Regions from separate parts of the Drosophila melanogaster genome. Here region 2 is linked to region 1. Evidence: chromatin contacts called from public Hi-C data. All regions are on one chromosome and are shown on one strand. The core of a region is the stretch at or near the end of the contact, and the rest is flanking DNA. Distances in the headings are between cores, read along the strand shown. Region 1 holds the start of cyst (cysts). Region 2 holds the start of CG13078.

Region 1 (6,364 bases), core at 1,779-4,278:
GTTCACTAGCATGCCTCACAGAATCTCAAAAACCAGTAATCACCTCTTTTTAGGGAGGCTACCGGGCAGGATTGACCATTGGACACGGGAGCAGTGTAAGCGTTCGCTGCGAACTCTCCACTAACGCCAATCCCATAGAGATGTCCTGCCACAAGGGCATCCTCACTCCACCCAGTATACCATGTGAGTCCGGATTAAGAAAGTCACGCGAGGAACTGGAGCATGCCACGCCCACTCCACACCCCAAAGTGGAGCACAACGAACTGGACAACGATCACGATCACCACGACAACGGCACCGATGAGCACGACGACATGAAGATGTGCGGTCCGCCCATGTTAACGGATGGCGCCCTGGTCTACAAGTGAGTGGCAGTTTCTCAGAGTCATGATCTGTTATTAGTCCTTAATCTTCGAAGGAATGCCGATCATCCAGAGCTGGATGGCGCCTACGAGAGCGGCACGGAGATCTTCTTTAACTGCATCCCAAATGCGGCTGGGGATCGGCAAACGTGGCGCATCATATGCGACAATGGACTGTGGATAGGGCGATCCTATAATTGTGGTGAGTTTTAAATAAAGCTAAATTACATTAGAGTAGCAAACTAAATTATTACTCAAATTATGTCCATTCATATGTCAGTCCGTATGATACATAGATAGCATGGAAAAGCACCTCTTTAATTATCCCTAATCCCTAATCTTTTTAGAAAACGGAACGTGTGTGTTCAGAAACAATGAGGCTAATGTGGTTAGTTTCTACAACGACCTGGAGATCCGAGAAGACGTGGTGGACTTTCCCCCAGGAGCCACCATCATATCGAGGTGAGGCATTGAGCATAAACAGACTTTGTTCAATTGTGATACTTACTTATACTTACTCTCAGATGTATGGACATCGGAAAGTTCTCGTTCATGGGCAGCCACGAGAGGACCTGCATCCACTCGGAATGGACCAACACCAAGCCCGTATGTTCCGGCCTAAACCAGGAGAACGACTATGCGAGTAGGTATCCAATATCCGAGTGCGGGATAGTTAATCTGACTTGAGCTCAAATCCAGTGGAGAAGGCACCGACCATCCTCTTCCGCCACCAGAACGGACCCATCGCCCAGAGCAACGATGGCAAGCTGATTGTCTATCCGGGAACCACTCTGCACATGGAGTGCCTGTGGATGCGTCGCTTCGGGAATCCCAAGTGGAACGTCAGTCACACGCACAAGTGGGTATCGGGTGGTTAGGCACGCTAAAATAACTTTAAAGTTGCTAATTAATTTCAGCAAGGGGTATGTTCATAAATTATTTGCGTCTGAACTTCAAATTAATGTGTATGGTGTATCTCGTTATTGGACTATAGGTTAAATTTTTAAAAGCAGCAATTAGGTATTTGAATTGATCATTAGATCGTTTGACTTTAGGGATTTCTTATAAACATTTATTTTTATTTCTTTAAGGGTTATTTATACTATAAAAGGCAATGATCAGCAGGGTCTGGTTCTGGGAATCTCTTGGAATAGCCCTTCTCTTATCTACACCTTTTATTTTATAGGTACTCAAAACAATCTAAACATATTTGAACCTGGTTAATGGGAGATACCTTTGGGAAACCGTCCTCCATGTGGTAAACTCCACTAATGAATCTCTGCGTCTTGCAGGAACTACACAGAGGGCTGGGTAACCGAAGCGGATGAGGGCCGCGACTCTACACTGGAATACCGGCTGAGCATTGTGGATGCGGCCAGCGACGACTCCGGGTTCTATTCGTGCATGACCCCAGCTCGGCATGAGCACACCGTGGAGGTGGTGGTGCGGGCCATCAACTGCCCGGAGATACCGATGCGACGCGGCCTGATCGTGAACACCAACGATACTAAGCTGAGCACGCGGGCGCTGCTGTCCTGCGCTAACGGGAACTCCTTGATTGGCGCCTCGGAGCTGTTCTGCCTACCGAGTGGCAATTGGAGCGCACCGTTGCCGGTCTGCGAGAGCGTCGAGTGCGGCGACATCCCGCTGGGAATGGGCAGCAACGCGAGCTCGCCCCGTGTGTCCGTGCTGTCGCGCGAGGTGGGCGGCCGGGCGGCCTTCTCGTGCGCCTCCGGTTACGGGCTGCGTGGTCCGGCGGAGGCGATCTGCAATCCGACGGGCGAGTGGTCAGCGCCGCTGCCCACCTGCGTCGAGGTGCAGTGCGACAATCCGGGGGCGCCGCAAAATGGTTACGCCCAGGGCTCAGCACCTTATCGTGCCGGCGACGTGGTCCAGTTCAATTGCAATCCCGAGTACATGATGCAGGGCCAGCCGATCATTGCCTGCCAGGATAATGCCAGGTGGTCTGGCGGGCTGCCCAAGTGCGTGCAGGCCTGCTCGTATCCGGGCACCGTCATCAGCGGCAGGATGTCCTCCGTCAAGTTCTACTACGCCATCGGCGAGAGCATCACGTTCACTTGCGATGCCGGACTGGATCTGCGCGGCTCCAAGGTGCTCAAGTGCCTTAAGAACGGCAAGTGGTCCAGTGCCATTCCCACGTGCGTGACAAACGAGGGTCCTGTCGGCGGAGGAGGAGGAGGAGGAGGAGGCGGCGGCGGAGGATCCGGATCCGTGGCCACCAACAAGCACCTGGCCACCACCATGGGCTAGAGCGATTCGGATTGCCGGTTGCTTCAGAGTGATACTAATACATATTACTACCTACTAACTAATGCACATTCCAGGCGCACAGTCACGCGTTTACCAACTAGTAACGCCATTCTTGCGATTCAATTGTAACTGTAGCGTAACTGTAGCCCTGTACTGTATCGCACGGCCATCATTTTACTTTCAATAAATGTTCGTCGAATAAAGACAAAAGTTCTTCTGTTTTAATTATATTTTGATTTCCGTTACATAGTTAGGATTAAATTTGAATTCAAATGTAGTGTTGTTAATCGGAATCGGAATGGTTGGGCGCTTCTTTTCAGCACTGGTTATGTTAGCGACAGCGCTGTTAAATGTAAAGTGTGCCGCCGTCATGGTCACACTGCCCGACTGCTGGCGATAGTATCGGGTAAGCATCGATATAAGTTCCAACCCCAGCTCGAATCGCATTTAAATTTTAAAACGCTGGCAGAAATCTCACTAGCTTAAGATTCCGTTTAGTTTTCGGTTAAGTGCAACGGCCAGTATTCCCTTTCCCGCACGCGAAGCACCCGTTCGAATTTATCGTTTAAAACTCACGCATTCCCCTCGCCCACGCACTGCTGTTGATGCTGCTGAGCTGCCGTTGTTGTTGCTGTTGTTGCTTCCACTGCTGTTGTGTGGCTGCTGTTATTGTGGTTGTTGTTGGTGCAAGGACAAGTGACGTCCTTCGAAAAAGGCGCAACAATTTACGTCGCGCAACAAGGTGTTTTCGGGGGTGGCGGGAAAATCAATAAATAGCAAAAAGCAAGTGCATACACAAGTGTATATGTACGTATGTACACACATATATGCATGTATGGTGCCCGTCGCGGTTGAGTGTGTGTGCGTTGTATACTGAAACTTTCTTTTTCTAGGCAGCCAGCTGTAAAATAGAACACAGTCGCTAAACAAAGGAAATTGGCCCAAAACGCAGAGAATTCAGTAGACCCTATTATGGACAACGCGGGCGAGGACAGCGACAATGATGTGGTCACCGATTTTCTGAACTCCAACTGCAGCGAGTCCTCGGAAGCGCTGGTTAATGGTGGCTCTACCAACCGAGGCGCCTCCATCGAAAGCCAGAACTATTGCATACCCGTAATAAACGCACCCGTTCCTGGTCCAGCGCGCGCCCCCATTGCTCCGCCACCAGCATCTAATCCTGCCAGCAACACCATCAATAACAACAACATGATACCCACCATAAATGTGACGCCACACAGTCCCGCCCTGGCCTCCAAGTACAACAACATATTCGAGGACACGCTGAGCCAGCTGCAGAACATCCGCGAAACGGTCGTCCAGATGAAGAACTCCTCCTCGCCTAGCCAGCACATGCAGGACGGCAGCTTGGCCAATCATGGACTGCTCAGCGCAGCTATACTGAGTACTTCGCTGCCCGATCTTACGGGGACGGGCACGGGTCCCGCGTCCGGTGGCTCCAACTACGCCATGTGGTCTTCCACGGCACCGCAGCAGTGCCAGTTTCTTCACACAGACCGCCGGAAATCCTGGACAGCCGTGGACGATGGCAGCGGCGCTGGCGACTGCACCAACAAGAGCGTCAGCCTATCCAGCCTGGACAGCGAGGAGCAGGAAACCATTCGCGTCACCGAGCAGCGACGAAGGTCGGCCAGGAACAGCACTGGAGGTAGATATGCACTAAGGTTTCGGGGGTGGGTTGGCAAAGCCATAAGTGTGCAATGCAATAGTAGTTCAGATATTTGTATACCTGCAACATGGCTGGCCCTGTTGATTAGGTAAATTTGCCAATATTATTTAATTATTTAGACAAAAGTGTTTAGGTGTTGAAAGTTTAAAATAATACTAAACAAAAATGCATTCAAAATTAAGTCGGAAATGGATTTTACAGAGGAATCTCTAAATTGTCGGCTATTCCAAAGGTTTTTGAAAATGTTATCACTACTCATTTGCAGCGCCTTTGTAGGTCAATTATATCACCATGTCAGCAGAAACGCAGATAAACAACCAATAACCTTTTGGAGCTAACTTCCTTCGTAATACAGGGCTTCAGAAATAATATTCAAACAGGTGTCATCTACACTGACTTTAGTAAAGCATTTGTCTTTATAAATAATTCTCTTCTAGTAAGCAAACTTGATTTATTAGGTTTATCTGTTGATCTTCTAAAAAGGATTTTAAGTTATCTGAACTTAAAGGACGCATCCGGGTACTCTTTGAAAATTTTCTATCTCGTATTCTCCTAGTGAGCAATGAAACATTCGCTTGTACTTATGTACGCATCGTATGGTAAATTATGCCTCCAGTATAATGAAAATTCTTCCCATTTAGCTTTACAATCCGATTTCAATAGCTTTCAAATATGGTGCCGTGGTAACGTACTAAACTTAAATGGCTCCAAGTGAAAAGTTATGACCTTTCGACAGAATAACTTCTCTGTTCCAAGCAGATTCACTAGAAACTACAAGCCCTAATCTTAAATTATTGTAGAATGTAGAATATTGTAGAGGTGTGACCGTGGGACTCGCGGAAAAAAAATGGGAAAATATGTATGATAAGATATCGTTAATAAAGTCAATAAATTTTGCCAATTGATTGCTCAAAATAATATGCCACTCAACCAAAGAGTAGGGGCTACTACCAAGTTAGCTTCGTTTCGATGTGGAATTCCACAAAACCCCCTTATCTGTAAGCCCATATAGTGTTTTGGTATTGGTAGCTCCGACCAAAGCTATCAGAAACCCCTTGCGATTAGTTATTGCTAACGGACCGACTCTCTAACTTTGACTACTCGCAGGTATTTCGACCCATTCGCTAAACGAGGCGGAGCTGGCCCGTGACTTCGAGAGGATTGCTGCCAAGCGAAGCCTGGCAACGGAGATCATCAGCAGAATACCGCTGCAGAAAAGCATATCGACGAGCTCAATTATAGCCAAGGAGGATATCAAGGCGATCGCGCGCCACCTCACGGACAGCGAGGATGAGAATCAAAGCCTCTTGCGGGCGCACGCAAAAATCGAGGTCTACGACACCGTAGAGAAGCGACCCAAGCGCGGTTCTATATTCTTCCGCAAAAAGAAGCCCAAGGCGAAAACGAAGTCGTTGGTGGGAGGCCAGCTTAGTGCGTGCGACGTCTGCGGTGCTGCAATCACACTGGCGCAGATCAAGGAACATCACCTTGAGTGCAAGGTGAAGAAAATGGGCGGCGGCCAGGATTACTACGACGGGCCGGATGCGAGCACTTTTAGCAACCCAGAGGATCAGCCTCTGATACGTTCCGATTTGCAGTTTCTCAACGAAGCGCCGATCGAAGCACAAGACTTGGGAGCCGATCCCGTTCTAGGCATCGTTCTCAAGGAGCACGACTCCTGGACACCCAATGTGCCTAGGGAGTTACTCAAGACGCTGAAGGATCTGCAGATCAAGCGGCAGGAACATATCTATGAGTTCATTATGACCGAGAAACACCACTGCCAGACACTGATCGTCATGCAGAAGGTGTTCGTTGAGAGTCTGGAGCGGCACTTTCCATCACTCAACCTAAACAGCATGTTTCCGCGCCTGCAACAGCTCACCGATCTGCACACCTGCTTCCTGCGCCAGTTGCGACTGAAGCAACGCGAACAGCATATGGTGGACAGCATCGCGGACATATTGCTCGATTTCTTCTCGCTGGAGCAGGCGCAATGCCTGCGTCTGGCCTACGGAGAGTTCTGCGCCAATCATCGCAG
Region 2 (6,364 bases), core at 2,539-5,038, 55 kb before region 1:
TGTTATAGGAAAATGAATAATAGTATAACTTAAATTATAAATGATCATAATTTTGATTGATTAATTCAAATGCTGGCTTTTTGAGTGAGCGGTTAAACTTAAATGCAAATTGCAGTGTATCTAATAGTCAATTCATTACTTTTTCAGACCTTATCAAATCAAATCAATCAAAAGGGTGGTTATATAACTTTTACAGGGGGGAGTACCGGACGATGAAAGTCTGACCGCTGGTTAACCGGGTTTTCCCTAATGAGGCATTGTAAAAATACTTAGTCATGTTTATGGATCACACGTTGTACCAATAAACAGGTATAAAATTTTGAATCGTTGTTGGTATAGTTGGATAGGTCGATAAAATGGGGTTTTAGAAAAAATTACATTTATTTATCTACATACATTCGAGTGATTCTTTTCATCCTATCTAAAACTGTTGCGATATATTTTTGCATTTCTGATAGAGTGCCTTCATCGGTCCGTAGCTCGACAGGACCAACGATATGAGGGTGAGGCACTTCATCAGGATTTGGAAATCCGTCTCACTTCGGCTCTTAAAGTAGCCCGTCTGGTAGCCATAGTACTGGGTCACCAGTGCGATCACAAAGCACGCGAATCCCAGGAAGTTGTGGAACGTCTTGTTCAGCAATGGTGTGATTAGCTTCTTGATGCGGCTGGAGAAAAGTGCAGCCAGTCCCGAGGACATGGCCAGAATGCACAGTACGAAGGCGGTCATCCCTGTTGGCGAGAAGGGAATCTATTAGTGAGTGCCTTTTAGGATTTTTGTTGCCTGTTAGGTGATCATTAAATGTACTACTAAAAAGATAGTAAGAAAGCGATAAAACTAAAGTAAATATGGAAAATGGGGGCGTTTGTTCAACAAATAACAAATTAAGTACTAGCTTAGACTGGGAAGCACCAAGAAATGGATCCTTGGAACTATTCTATTCCACTGTTTTATTCTAATGTATTAGACATCTGCTGCTATTTAATAGGCATTGTGCGTGTCTGTACTCTACTCACCCAGCCTCCCATGTGTCGATTGCAGCAAAAACCCCTTTTGAATCATCTTGATAAGAGCACCAGCTGCCCCGCAACCGCCTCCCAAAGTCAGGAGCACCCAGTGAATGGTGGTCTTCGTCTGGCGCTTGTATCCATTTGTCAGCACATTGCCGCCGTAGTGGATCATGACGCCCTCGGCCATGAAGAAGGAGAACTGTGGTGTGGAATGAAGATCTTCAGTGCCCGCTTAGACGGTGATGGTGATCCCCCAACTATTTACCCCGATGGTCACTAGCCAGGCATGCAGACCCGTGCCCGAGAGCCCCGTTCGCAGCGTGAGATAGGAAATATAGATGGTGATAAATCCAATGCACATCTGGTTGAGAACGTTAAGGAAGTACTCCAGTCTCTGGAGGCGATTCTCGGCCTCGTGGCCGGACAGGGAACCGTGGGCCATTTTCGAATAGCGACGCGGGGATTCGATCGGAATAAATGTGGGTCGGCGTGGCGTATCCGTCCGGAGCGTGCTGCCGTAGTCGGCGGATGTCTGAGTTCTACTAAGCACTGGCTGCTTACTCTCGGACATTGTGTAGTTTCAGTTTTCAGTTTTTCGCTTGCCGGCCTTTATCAGTGCGCGCTGGAATAATGTTATTTTCGTGTTAACATTCATACATTTGTCGACTGATAATAATGCCTGCCACTTTTCACAGACAAATTGCGGCAAATTTTTTATTATTGGCAAAACCAGTCGTGTGCTCAAGCTACGACAGCAATTAAAGTTTTAGAATTCGACCGATACGATACGCTCAATGAACTTGGTTAATCAAACCATTTGGTCGAATGTTTATGAGCAACTGGCGAAGCCATTCTTGCAGCGTCATTTACAAGTTGACTGGACTTGACCACAAGATTATTTAACTCGCCATTCCTATTCATATCGGTTTACGCTCCGGGAAGCTATCAAAGTGCAGCCAAAACCGCAACTAGACCTTCGCTCGTATGCCATTTTCAAATTTGCGATGCCGCGCAAAGTCTTGCTGCGATAGGTATTCGTTTCAATTTGCACTTATCAACACTAAACTAAAATTTAATGCAACAGTGATGGCCGTTTAGCTCTAAAATATCTATATATATCTAAGTCAATGTGCAATATTTGGTACTGCGTTGGTTCCTAAAAGTACGTTGCTTTTTATTGAGAGTTTCTTTTTTATTCCATAAAAAAACCCATAAAGAAAGCTTTAGAATTGGACGGATTGCCAACCCCTCAAAATACGTTGCATACCTAAATTGCTTATTTGGGTGCCATAACATTTATCTTTTGCAAGTGAGCGTATGCGTAGTTATCTTTTGCAATTACGTTTTTATACTTTAAGGTGCTACGTAAGCCCCCCTTCTCTTTGCAAGAAGAAAACCAAATATTTAATATTTATTTAACTGATAAAAGCAATTCTTGCTTGACATATTTTATTTTTTGACAGTAACACGGTCGTTTGTTTTAGTTAAATTGTGAAACACATTCTTTTTTTGGAACTTAGAGAAAAACCCAAAAAAACGATATATTTTAATGTAAATAAGTCGTAGTCATTTTTTATTTTTTTCTTAGTCATTTGATTTATCCTTATGATAACATTAGTTTAATATATAAATAGCAAATAGTCTAGCTTAGCTTAAGTGCACTATAGATATACAGGATTAGGGATAATCGACAGGCGTTCCTAACTGGCCAGGCTACCAATCTTCTGGTAGAGCGACTTAATGGCGCCAATGCTGGTTAGGACCATTAGGACCATAGTGACGACCTGCATGAGGACAACGAAATCCTGTCCTTGTCCCCTGAAAATTCCAGTCTGTGTGTATCCGTAAAACTGCGCCATCATGGCGATCACGAAGGCGGTGAAGCTGAGGACCACATGGAAGGTCTTGTTGACCAAGGGTGAGATGGTCCTGCTCAGGCATCTCGCCAGGAAGGCGACCAGTCCACTCAGCAATGAGATCAGACACAGGACGAAGGCGGCGAAACCCAGGCGGGCATGTAACGTGACGCTGATTGACCAATCGTCACGTATTAGTTGAATCAAACAGCCGGCCACGCCCATGCCTCCCCCAAGGATCTGAAGGACCACGTGAAAGGCAGTCTTGTAATTCCGGGAGTAACGCACAGTTAGCCAACTGCCGTCGTAGAAGCACATCATTCCCTCGGCCATCAGGAACACAAAACCGAAGGTAACCAGCCAGGCATGCAGGCGAATGCCCGAGAGGTCCTGGCGCAAGCAGGTCCAGCTGATCCAAATGGTGACGAATCCTATGCACAGCTGGTTGATCACATATAGCGCCGATTCTATATGCTGGAGCACTGAGGTTGGTTTTGTTTTGTCATCGCTCATTGTGGCGTTGCTTTAGAATTGTTTCACAGAAATTGTAATTGCAATTTCAAGAAATTGGTAATTGAAATTTCAAGAAATTGGAAATTTTAATTTTAATTTCACAAACACTGTTATTGTAGTTTAATTTCACAAAAGTTGTATGTTTTTAACCTAGTTTCATATAAATTCTAGGAAAAGATGCAACCTTTAAATTCCTATTGTAGTTGCCAGGAATCGCTTAAATATCCTTTTTAAGGATTCTTATTAATCGTTTTCCAATAAATAAATGAATAGAGCCTTTTGTTTCAAAATTCAAAGGATTTTTAAGGATTCTTCCTTATGTGAACTACCTTTTTCGACTATCGATCCGCCGTGCATTAGCTATTACAAGCCACTATGCGCAACTGAGGTTTTTATTGCCTTCACAATGGCTTTGTGACTTTCACTAGACTGACATACAATTTGTTTGCTATCGAGTTATCAGCGAAACATTTTGGGTGCCCCATTCTAATGCAGTTGACTTAAAGGATTATACAATATTATTGAGTGGTCGGGGCTGCATGTACACGTTCGCAGTATCGTCGGCGAGGAGATCTAATCGACCTTATCGACATCCATTCATTCACGCATCGATGCCGGGGCTTTCGGCACCGAAGTAAAACAGGATTACCATTCACGGGCGCTCGAATATGCGATCGCACTCACGTTGAACATTCCACGAAAACGTCATGAGCCGGGGTCTAAATTTAGAGGGGTTATTAATATTAATTAGACTCTCGTCACTCGAGTGCTCGCCCACTCGCGATCCACTTATTGATAATATACATAATACTCATGTAGTCCTCCTGTCGGATCGCAAGTCAGCAGCGCCTTATCGGAATGCAAAATCGCACGTACCAGATAAAAGTTACCACCTACTTGAAAATATAGAAACATTGTTGATGTCTTTGGGCCAAATGTCTGAGCAGGCAAGTTGAACCTTAGCCAGTCAATAAGTCACTAAGACCGAAACAGATAGATTCTGAACCATCCACGCGCCTTAAGCACTGTGGTTGTGATAAACCATACTCATTTTGATCAAATTAGCTAGCGCAATGTTTACAAATACTTTTTGCTGACTCAGCGGTTTCATATCGGCGATCTGACATTGAAGGTGATTAAGGTATATTGGATTTGACTTTGAGTAGTACCATAAAAATGCGGGCTATTGGAAGCGTGGTGCCCTGATTAATATGACACGGCTTGATTTACGAGGCTGTGGACTCAAGACTGGAACTTTAAGTGCCTTTAAAGTCGTCGAGCTCCAATTTTAATATTGATAATATTCGGTTGCCTTCCGGCCATAATTATCATAGATAACTAAACTGGAAGGCTTAAAATTGGTCACTTCATGTGTTATGTACGCCTCGACGGGAATGCATTTGCTTTCATTCTTGGCCAGACTTTCGAAGTGGACAATGACCACGGAGTCTTCATTCTTGGTATCCACGGACTGCGTGAAAAATGGATAATTTGACGGGGTTATATTATCATTCAAAGAGTTGCAAACTCACCCCAACTCCTTCGACATCCCGAATTCTCTTGAAGCTCGATTTATCCGAGCTGTATCCAGAGATCAAGGACACCTCCAAAACGGCCATATTCGAGGCATTTGTGCTCCTCTCCACGAACTCCACGCACACGACTGCCTCCATTTTCGATGACAAACTGCCGGACTTGAGCGTAGTCTGAATACCGAAGCTTGGATTTTACTCCTTCACCTTCTCCTTGACTTCGTAACCATAACATATCTGGATGAGAGCTCCCCAGTTCCCTTGTGTCCGAACCTCCAGTCGTTTGGTGTCCTGATGGAAGTTAATCGGCTGGGTCAACAGATTGAATGCCACCAATTTTTCGGATATGTCTTCGTTGCTGATGCTCACTTCCCAAGCCGTTGGATTGTAGTCCCACTTTTCAGCATACTCAATCAGGGCTGTGAGGCCAACAACTGTCTTCTGGCTGGACTCGAATTCTCCATGAATATTTCTCTGGTCTAAAAACCATCGAACGGTGCTGATTGCTGACTCTGGCCTATCTACTTTCGAAGCCATGAGGAGCAGGGCATATAAGGTGATCTCCACATCCTGAGGACTTCCGTTCCGCACATCCTCTGCCCACCAAATTTGATCATTTTCCTGCATTGCCACGGATCTAAGTTGCGACACAAGTTGATCAGATTCCGGAGCCTGCGATGCGTATATGGCCATCGATTTGGCCAATGTCAATGTTTCATCTGTTTCATCGATCTAAGGAAATTAACCGACTTGTTTATGGCTATCGTATTGGGTTTGGCTTGTTTCTGGAGAGCCAACAGGACACTGGATGTTAAGAAGAGAGTACTGCCGGATCTTGAGAAGTATTTGAAATCCTCCGTGAAACTTCCGTCTTTATGCTGGCGGCTAAGCAGAAATCTGTATCCCTTTTGCAAAATGGTACGATCTATATATATGAGTGCCCTAATGTCGTGCAAATATCGCAGGACGTAAGAAGTAAACCAGATGGATCCATTGGCTTTCGGAGGGTCAAAGTAGCTAAAGCTTCCATCTTCGTGGAAATAGTTTAGTATCTTTTGATAGCCCTCTCTGAAGTTACTTTTGATTCGGGTGTGCAAAGCTTTATCGAGCTTTTTGGTTCGATTAAGGTAGTTCCACACCAAAAAGTTGACTAACATTTTGGACATGGTCAGTTCGCCAGTGCCGTCCGGTATTGAACTATCCAAGTTTTGGAGGATCGGGACAAGAGGGTCACTAAATAAACTAAACTCGACCAGTCTGGAGTTTGGGAGGTCCATATGAAAGCTGCTTCTGTACTCCTGATTGTCCTTTAGGTTCACTAAGAGGGCACGATTGCTATATTCGATTTCTCTTTCCTTGTCTTCGATAATCATTAGCGACCTATAAACAGTAGTGTATTTAACTGAAGAGGTTGCTCTAAAATCGAGTGGAATAAAGTTTCCTGTGTACTTG

Evidence for each region. Hi-C and Micro-C count contacts between places; a contact is called where the count stands out from the background.
Region 2: a contact with region 1 is called in a Hi-C map of the OSC cell line, with 2.0 times the contacts expected there. A contact is called at or near these places in 17 of 107 Hi-C or Micro-C datasets (the Clone 8 cell line, the D17-c3 cell line, the OSC cell line and 6 more).

Annotation. Positions count from the first base shown.
Region 1 is chr2L:19,505,428-19,511,791 of dm6, reverse strand. cyst (cysts) reads left to right here and starts at 3,028. Exons shown (of 2, transcript NM_165305.5): 1 at 3,028-4,302; 2 at 5,431-6,364. The coding sequence starts at 3,606. It overlaps Hasp (Hig-anchoring scaffold protein), which reads left to right. Exons shown (of 17, transcript NM_136134.7): 12 at 54-364; 13 at 419-564; 14 at 710-824; 15 at 887-1,005; 16 at 1,062-1,221; 17 at 1,655-2,839. The coding sequence ends at 2,633.
Region 2 is chr2L:19,561,354-19,567,717 of dm6, reverse strand. CG13078 reads right to left here and starts at 3,788. Exons shown (of 2, transcript NM_136145.3): 1 at 3,710-3,788; 2 at 2,560-3,390. The coding sequence starts at 3,380. The coding sequence ends at 2,712. CG13077 reads right to left here and starts at 1,855. Exons shown (of 3, transcript NM_136146.3): 1 at 1,277-1,855; 2 at 1,018-1,210; 3 at 359-732. The coding sequence starts at 1,582. The coding sequence ends at 422. It also overlaps the pseudogene Tep5Psi.